Regions from separate parts of the Mus musculus genome. Here region 1 is linked to region 2. Evidence: chromatin contacts called from public HiCAR-type data. All regions are on one chromosome and are shown on one strand. The core of a region is the stretch at or near the end of the contact, and the rest is flanking DNA. Distances in the headings are between cores, read along the strand shown. Region 1 holds the start of Ckap2l (cytoskeleton associated protein 2-like). Region 2 holds the start of Ciao1 (cytosolic iron-sulfur protein assembly 1).

Region 1 (2,926 bases), core at 181-2,680, 2.0 Mb after region 2:
AGGGCAAAGATGGTACAGTGCTGAGAAAAGCAAAGGATGTTCTGTCCACCTCAAATACATGCCCAGGGAACACCAAAGGACAAGTTGGGAGGACGCTGGCATGCCACTGTTGTGGACTGACCATAACCAACTCTCCTGTCTTCGTAAGCACACACCATAGAAATGCCCTCCAGTTTCTTGATCAAAATCTGCGCTGCTGGGAACCAACTTTCCCAGGAGAAAGAAGGAACCAGAAGAGCTTCCAGAGATGTGGGTAACAGTGTAGTGTAGAGCCTTCCTTCCTTTGGAGACTGTTAGGAAAAAAAATGCTTAAATTTCTGCCAATAGACAGCACTGCCTAGGGGTTGCTGGTTTTTTGTTTTGTTTTGTTTTTTAAGTCATGCCTGAAATCAAGGACTGAAATGCTCCTTTTGTTATTACAGGATTCACCATGATGCAAGTCAAACAGACTGGAAACAGAAGGGCTGGTCCGTTCATTGCTGTTAGCAACCGGGGCAACAAAGCCAGTGTAACTATGGGAAGGTAAACTCACTTGGCGTTGGGGTCCTTTAGCTTTCCCTTGGCTGCCAGGTACTCCTGGAGCTTCTGCCACCGTTCTTCTGTAAAACATGGACACGAGCAAACACCAAAAACATTACAGAAAACCCTTTATATCTTTAAATATGATACTTCCCTGTAGCTATTTTGGCTTTGATAAAGTCACCAGTCCTGTTATGCTTGCTTTCAATACCAACGGTATCAGCCTGGTGCCAAGCTCTTTACTAAGCTGTTTACACTAACCATCAATCCTATGAGGTATTTGGCTGTTTGAAACTCAGATGAAGTGACAGGCTTAAATTTACCCACTAATGTGCAGCAAAGCCAGGATTTGGAATCAAGACTTTTTTTTTTAACCCTTGAGTTACAAATTGTGTGCCTAGGACGGTGCGCAGAACCGCAGGCCCATAAGTGAGGACAGAGTGTGCATCTCAAAGGTGACACGGGGGAGGGGCATACTGGAGAGGTAGAAAGGGCTCCAGGTCCCTCGGAGGCCAGGGTTCACAGCATCCTTAAGCCTCAGCCCACAGTTTATCAATCAACCTCCAGACAGCGCACATTTTATCAGTGAACCTGCAGAGACTCGGACTGGGGCCGAACCTGCCACCTGACTGCTGTCAAAGTTCTGGCCATAACTAGCAATGCAGGGGTGTCCCCCTGCGGCAACGGAGCGCGCCGCTCCTCGCCGTGGCCCGGGTCCAGCGTCCTTAACCTAACTGAGCTCGGGGGAGACTGAAGCAGGCGGGGGAGGCCTGGCAGCTTCTGGAGGCTGCCGACCACACTTACCCGCGGCTGCGCTGGCAGTGGGGCCGGGCCCCACCATGGCTCTACGGCGACAGTTTCTTCCTTCAAAGGGCGCGCCTTGTTCTAGTACGAGAACCGGGCGCCCGTCTGGACGCTCCTATTGGCTTCCGCGACTTTGAAATTCGCCAATAAAAAGACGGAGAGGGCGGGATAACAGGAAATGGACATTCGGCGATTCCCACTGGGGACCTCCCCTGAGGCTCTGCGATTGGAGAGTTTCTGAGAAGGCCCGCCCTATGGCTAGGTCACTTCCGCAGCGGTGCCTCTGAGGTGGGAGCTGGTGGGTGATGCTGGCTGGCGGAGGAGTGGCTCTAATTGTAGCCAAATTTGGGTTAAGGACGGTTGTGACAGTTGAAGAAACGGGGAGAAACAAGCCGGAGCCTAAGTCTCTGTGCTATCAGTTAGGCTGGCTTTGGCTGCAAATAATAGCATGCCAAACGAAAATGGTCCGTATCAGTTATTGTTCTCATTCTTGTAGCCGAATACCGGACAGAAACAACATAACTCCGTGTAGTCCCTGAGCAGCTCGCGGGAGCTGTCAAAATGGCGCAATCTGTCAAAAGTGTCTCAAGGGAAGGGCATCCTAAGACACAGGAGCTCAGGAGCCACACAGCTCTGAGGTGGGACAGTGTCCCCTTGGAAAGGCACCCTGAGACTCGGAAACCCAGAAACCACAGAGCTCTGAGGGTCAGAAGGTATTCCTGTGGAAGGACACCCTGAGACATCAGAGCCGGGGAACCACACAGCTTTGAGAGGAAGCCTCGTCAGCTGAGGCAGTGCAGTTCCCAGGGGAGGGTATCTCCAGCTCAGCCCAGGAGCTCAGGAGCCTCTGCCCCGCTCCACTTCTTTGTTTCTTCCCTTCCTCTGTCAATTGCTTCTTGGCTTCTTCCAACGCGAAAGTCATATGAGGCAGCAAATCTCGTAAAAGATATTTATTGGAGAAGGATGTTATGGTGGGAAGAGAAAAGGGCAAGGGGTTAGAAGAGTTTTTAAAAGAATAACAAAGATTTCCTAATAGAAAATGTAAAGAACAGAATTATATAAATTTAAGAATGGAAATAAAACATGGAAACATAATAGTTTATTTAAACAGAAAAACATCTACAAGGTAAAGTTAAAATGCTAACAAAGGCCTGCTAGAAAGAAAAAAAAAATCATGAAGGAAAGAGAAGGAAAAGGTTATCACTGGCATACCTAAACATTATCAGGTGAGTGAAGGAGAATAAAAAAAAAATCACAAAAGTTTTTGCTTTTGTTTTTGTTTTTTAATATGATAAAAAGCGCTGAGATGGCTGGGGTAAGGAGCATGCAGTGCTCTGGCAGGCCACCAGAGTTGGTTCCCAGCACCCATATTACATAACACATCTGCCTGTAACTCTAGCTCCATAGGGTCTGACATCCCGACATCCACTTGTGTGACAAGACTTTCCCTGAGGAGATGTAACACATGGCTACTTACTGCAGACAGACAAAAGCTTGGATACCACCAAAGCTCAACACGTCTTATCGGGGCTATGTACAAGAATTTGGGTGAAGGGTTACTGCACATTTCAGGTGTTCAATTATTGTTTCTGTGAATTTCCAA
Region 2 (2,750 bases), core at 196-2,695:
AACCTCCACAGCAGGTTCTTTCCCACCCTGTCTCACTCTTACCTCCTGGCTCGGGTGCCAAACCACGTGCTTAACGTCCTGCGTATGAGAGCTGAGGACACTGACACACTCATACTCATCCTCTTCATCAACTGTGGGAGGAACAAATTAGACCCAGAGGTGACCAGTCAGGGACAAAGCTGAAAGCCAGCGAGCTGGTTTCCTGCTGTACCCAGAGGCACCTAGACTCACCTTCCCAGACCCACACGCTCTTATCTCTGCTGCAGGTAGCCAAGAGGTTGCCAGATGGGGCCCAAGCCACTGACTTGACCTCATTTTCATGGCCCTCAAGAGTGGTCACACACTGGAAAGGGAAAGGATATTGAGTTAATGGCAGCTAAGAGTCCTAAGCCCTAGTAAAATATCTAAGAGAGCAGTTTTGTTGTTGTTTGAGAAAGGGTTTCATTCTATAGCAGGATGACCTTGGTGGACTTACAGCAATCATCCTGCTTCAGTGTCCCAAATGCTGGCATTACAGTCATGAACTACCATACTCAGCTACTATTTCTATAGTGTAGAAATTAAGTTAAGGCTGTAACTAATATGACCAAGCCCTGGGGTGCAAACAGGTAATAAACTGCTCCCATCCAACCTGTTTACCTCAAAGTCATCCTGGTTCTTCTTCCAAATACAAGTGGTGGCATCAAAGCTGGCAGATGCCAGGTAATTTCCACACGGGGACCAGGCCACTTTCCTAACGGTGCGCTGATGGCCTTCAGAAAGGACAGACTTGCAAATCCAGCTGTCACCTGCAAGCAGAGAACAGGCTAGGCTTTGGAGCGCCATCGATGCCATTCACTAAGTAGTACTTTAAGTGGGACCCTGTTGCTGGGACAAAGTCAGTCACCATTATTACTACGATGCAACCGATCAAGATTCTGAAACTGTTAAACTGCTCTTCAGGCGACTTTCCTCATTTTTCTACCTCAGCAAATATCCCAGTTCCCGCAGCAAATATCCCAGTTCCCGCAACAATTCCAGCCTCTGTTGACGCTGGCACACTCCTTCCCCGACACTTTTCAGAGTAGTGTTTTCCTCGGCACCAGGGCCACAAAGCCAAGCCAGGCCTTACCCTCGGTGCCCCAGATGCGAATTTTACGGTCGCCTCCGCAGGAAGCCAACAGGGTCCCCGAGGGGTTCCAGGCCAGGAACCAGCAGCGGGAATCCGGGTGCGCCGGGACGCGGCTCTGCAGTACCAGAGAATCTTTCATGGCGACTGTTTTAGGGTAAGGAGAGCACACCGAGAGAAGCAACGCGCCAAACGCGCTGGGCACTATAGAACCTTGAGACCGTCAGATGTACAGCTTCTGCAAAATATGTCGCCCTAGGAATTGACGTGCCCGCTGTTGACGCCGCGTGACCTTCTGGGACTTGTAGTCACTCCCCTCATCCTCCGTAACTGGAAGCCTCGCGGGACAGTCCGGAACTACCAGTACCCTGATGCCCTGCGCAAGAACAAGCGGCGCGCGCACACAGTGACGCGCACGGAGGGCAGGGCGGAGGGCCGGAGAAGAAGGAGGCGGGGGTGGGGTGGGGTTGGAGGAAGCCGGAAGTGCATCGGCCAGGGTCCGTCTGGGCGTTGCGGGTTTGGGGCCTGGGATCGTTTGGCCCGGGCAGCTAAGAAGCCTGTGACCGGGCGGAGCGGCGCCATCCCAGCCCTGAGGCCTGCTGACCGGTGAGGAGCAGGGACTAGAGTAGGGAGGGTTACTGAGGCTTAGGTCGCACCCCAAAGTGCGGATTCCCGATCTCGGCGGCCCAGCTGCATCCTCCGCCCCTCAGCACCCCTCTGTCTGATAACCCTGGTCCAAGTCTCCTCCGGTCCCCTTGCCAGTAGCCGATCCCCTCCCCCGGCCCCCCAGTACCTCCGCCCGTTCATCCTGGCATGTCTACAGCCAATGTAGTCCCCTGCCATCTCCGAGCCCTGATCCAGCACCCCTCATCCAGAGCCCTCGGTCCCCGCCCCCCGAATTCCCGCAGTCCTTTGGTCTGTGCTCAGCCCTGGGTCCCACCCCGCAGTCTCTGGTGCGGGCCCTGACAGCTCCGGGCCAGCCGCCCATTGCGTTGCTCTCCACCTGGGTACAGACAGGCTCTGCGCGCCCCGCTGAGGTCGGCGGCCACCACCAACGACCGCAGAGCTACAGCGGGCAGCCCCGGGCATGTATGCCCCTGGAGGTGCCGGGCTGCCGGGAGGGCGCCGGCGGAGAAGCCCGGGAAGCAGCGCTCTTCCCAAGCAGCCGGAGCGGAGCCTGGCCTCGGCCCTGCCTGGCGCCCTGTCCATCACAGCGCTGTGCACTGCCCTCGCGGAGCCCGCTTGGTTGCACATCCATGGAGGCACCTGTTCCCGCCAGGAGCTGGGGGTCTCGGACGTGCTGGGCTATGTAAACCCGGATCTGCTAAAAGGTGAGAGCGCTGAGCTCCTGCTCTCTTGGCTTGAGGGGCGGTGCAGAACAGATATGAGGCTGGCTGAAGTATAGATAGCCAGAGGCAGTCATTTGTCAAAGGAAACAGCCCCATTCTTGCTTGGTGTTCATGCCCACCAGGTGGCTCTGTTTGGGGGTCTAGCCTCTCATTAATTTTGATGTTATTCAGCCAAGCACCTACTCCTCACCGTCATGCTAATCCAAACTGCTGCTATTTTAGGTTTCTGCCAGAGGTAGGTAGAAGAAAAAAGGGTGTTTGTCAGGTATTACAATTAGCCTCCCCTTTCTAAC

Evidence for each region. HiCAR-type assays count read pairs that join an accessible place to other places.
Region 1: a HiCAR-type map of astrocytes shows a contact between it and region 2, with 2.6 times the contacts expected there. The contact joins the promoter of Ckap2l here to the promoter of Ciao1 in region 2. A contact is called at or near these places in 1 of 39 promoter capture datasets (pre-B cells) and 1 of 115 datasets of contacts at active chromatin or transcription factors (astrocytes).

Annotation. Positions count from the first base shown.
Region 1 is chr2:129,295,782-129,298,707 of GRCm38.p6, forward strand. It overlaps Ckap2l (cytoskeleton associated protein 2-like), which reads right to left and starts at 1,431. Exons shown (of 9, transcript NM_181589.3): 1 at 1,324-1,431; 2 at 533-599. The coding sequence starts at 1,360. It overlaps Gm14023 (predicted gene 14023), which reads left to right and starts at 1,589. Exons shown (of 5, transcript NR_040371.1): 1 at 1,589-1,621.
Region 2 is chr2:127,246,371-127,249,120 of GRCm38.p6, forward strand. It overlaps Ciao1 (cytosolic iron-sulfur protein assembly 1), which reads right to left and starts at 1,446. Exons shown (of 7, transcript NM_025296.4): 1 at 1,112-1,446; 2 at 640-788; 3 at 232-343; 4 at 43-131. The coding sequence starts at 1,250. Tmem127 (transmembrane protein 127) reads left to right here and starts at 1,578. Exons shown (of 4, transcript NM_175145.4): 1 at 1,578-1,714; 2 at 2,122-2,439. The coding sequence starts at 2,196.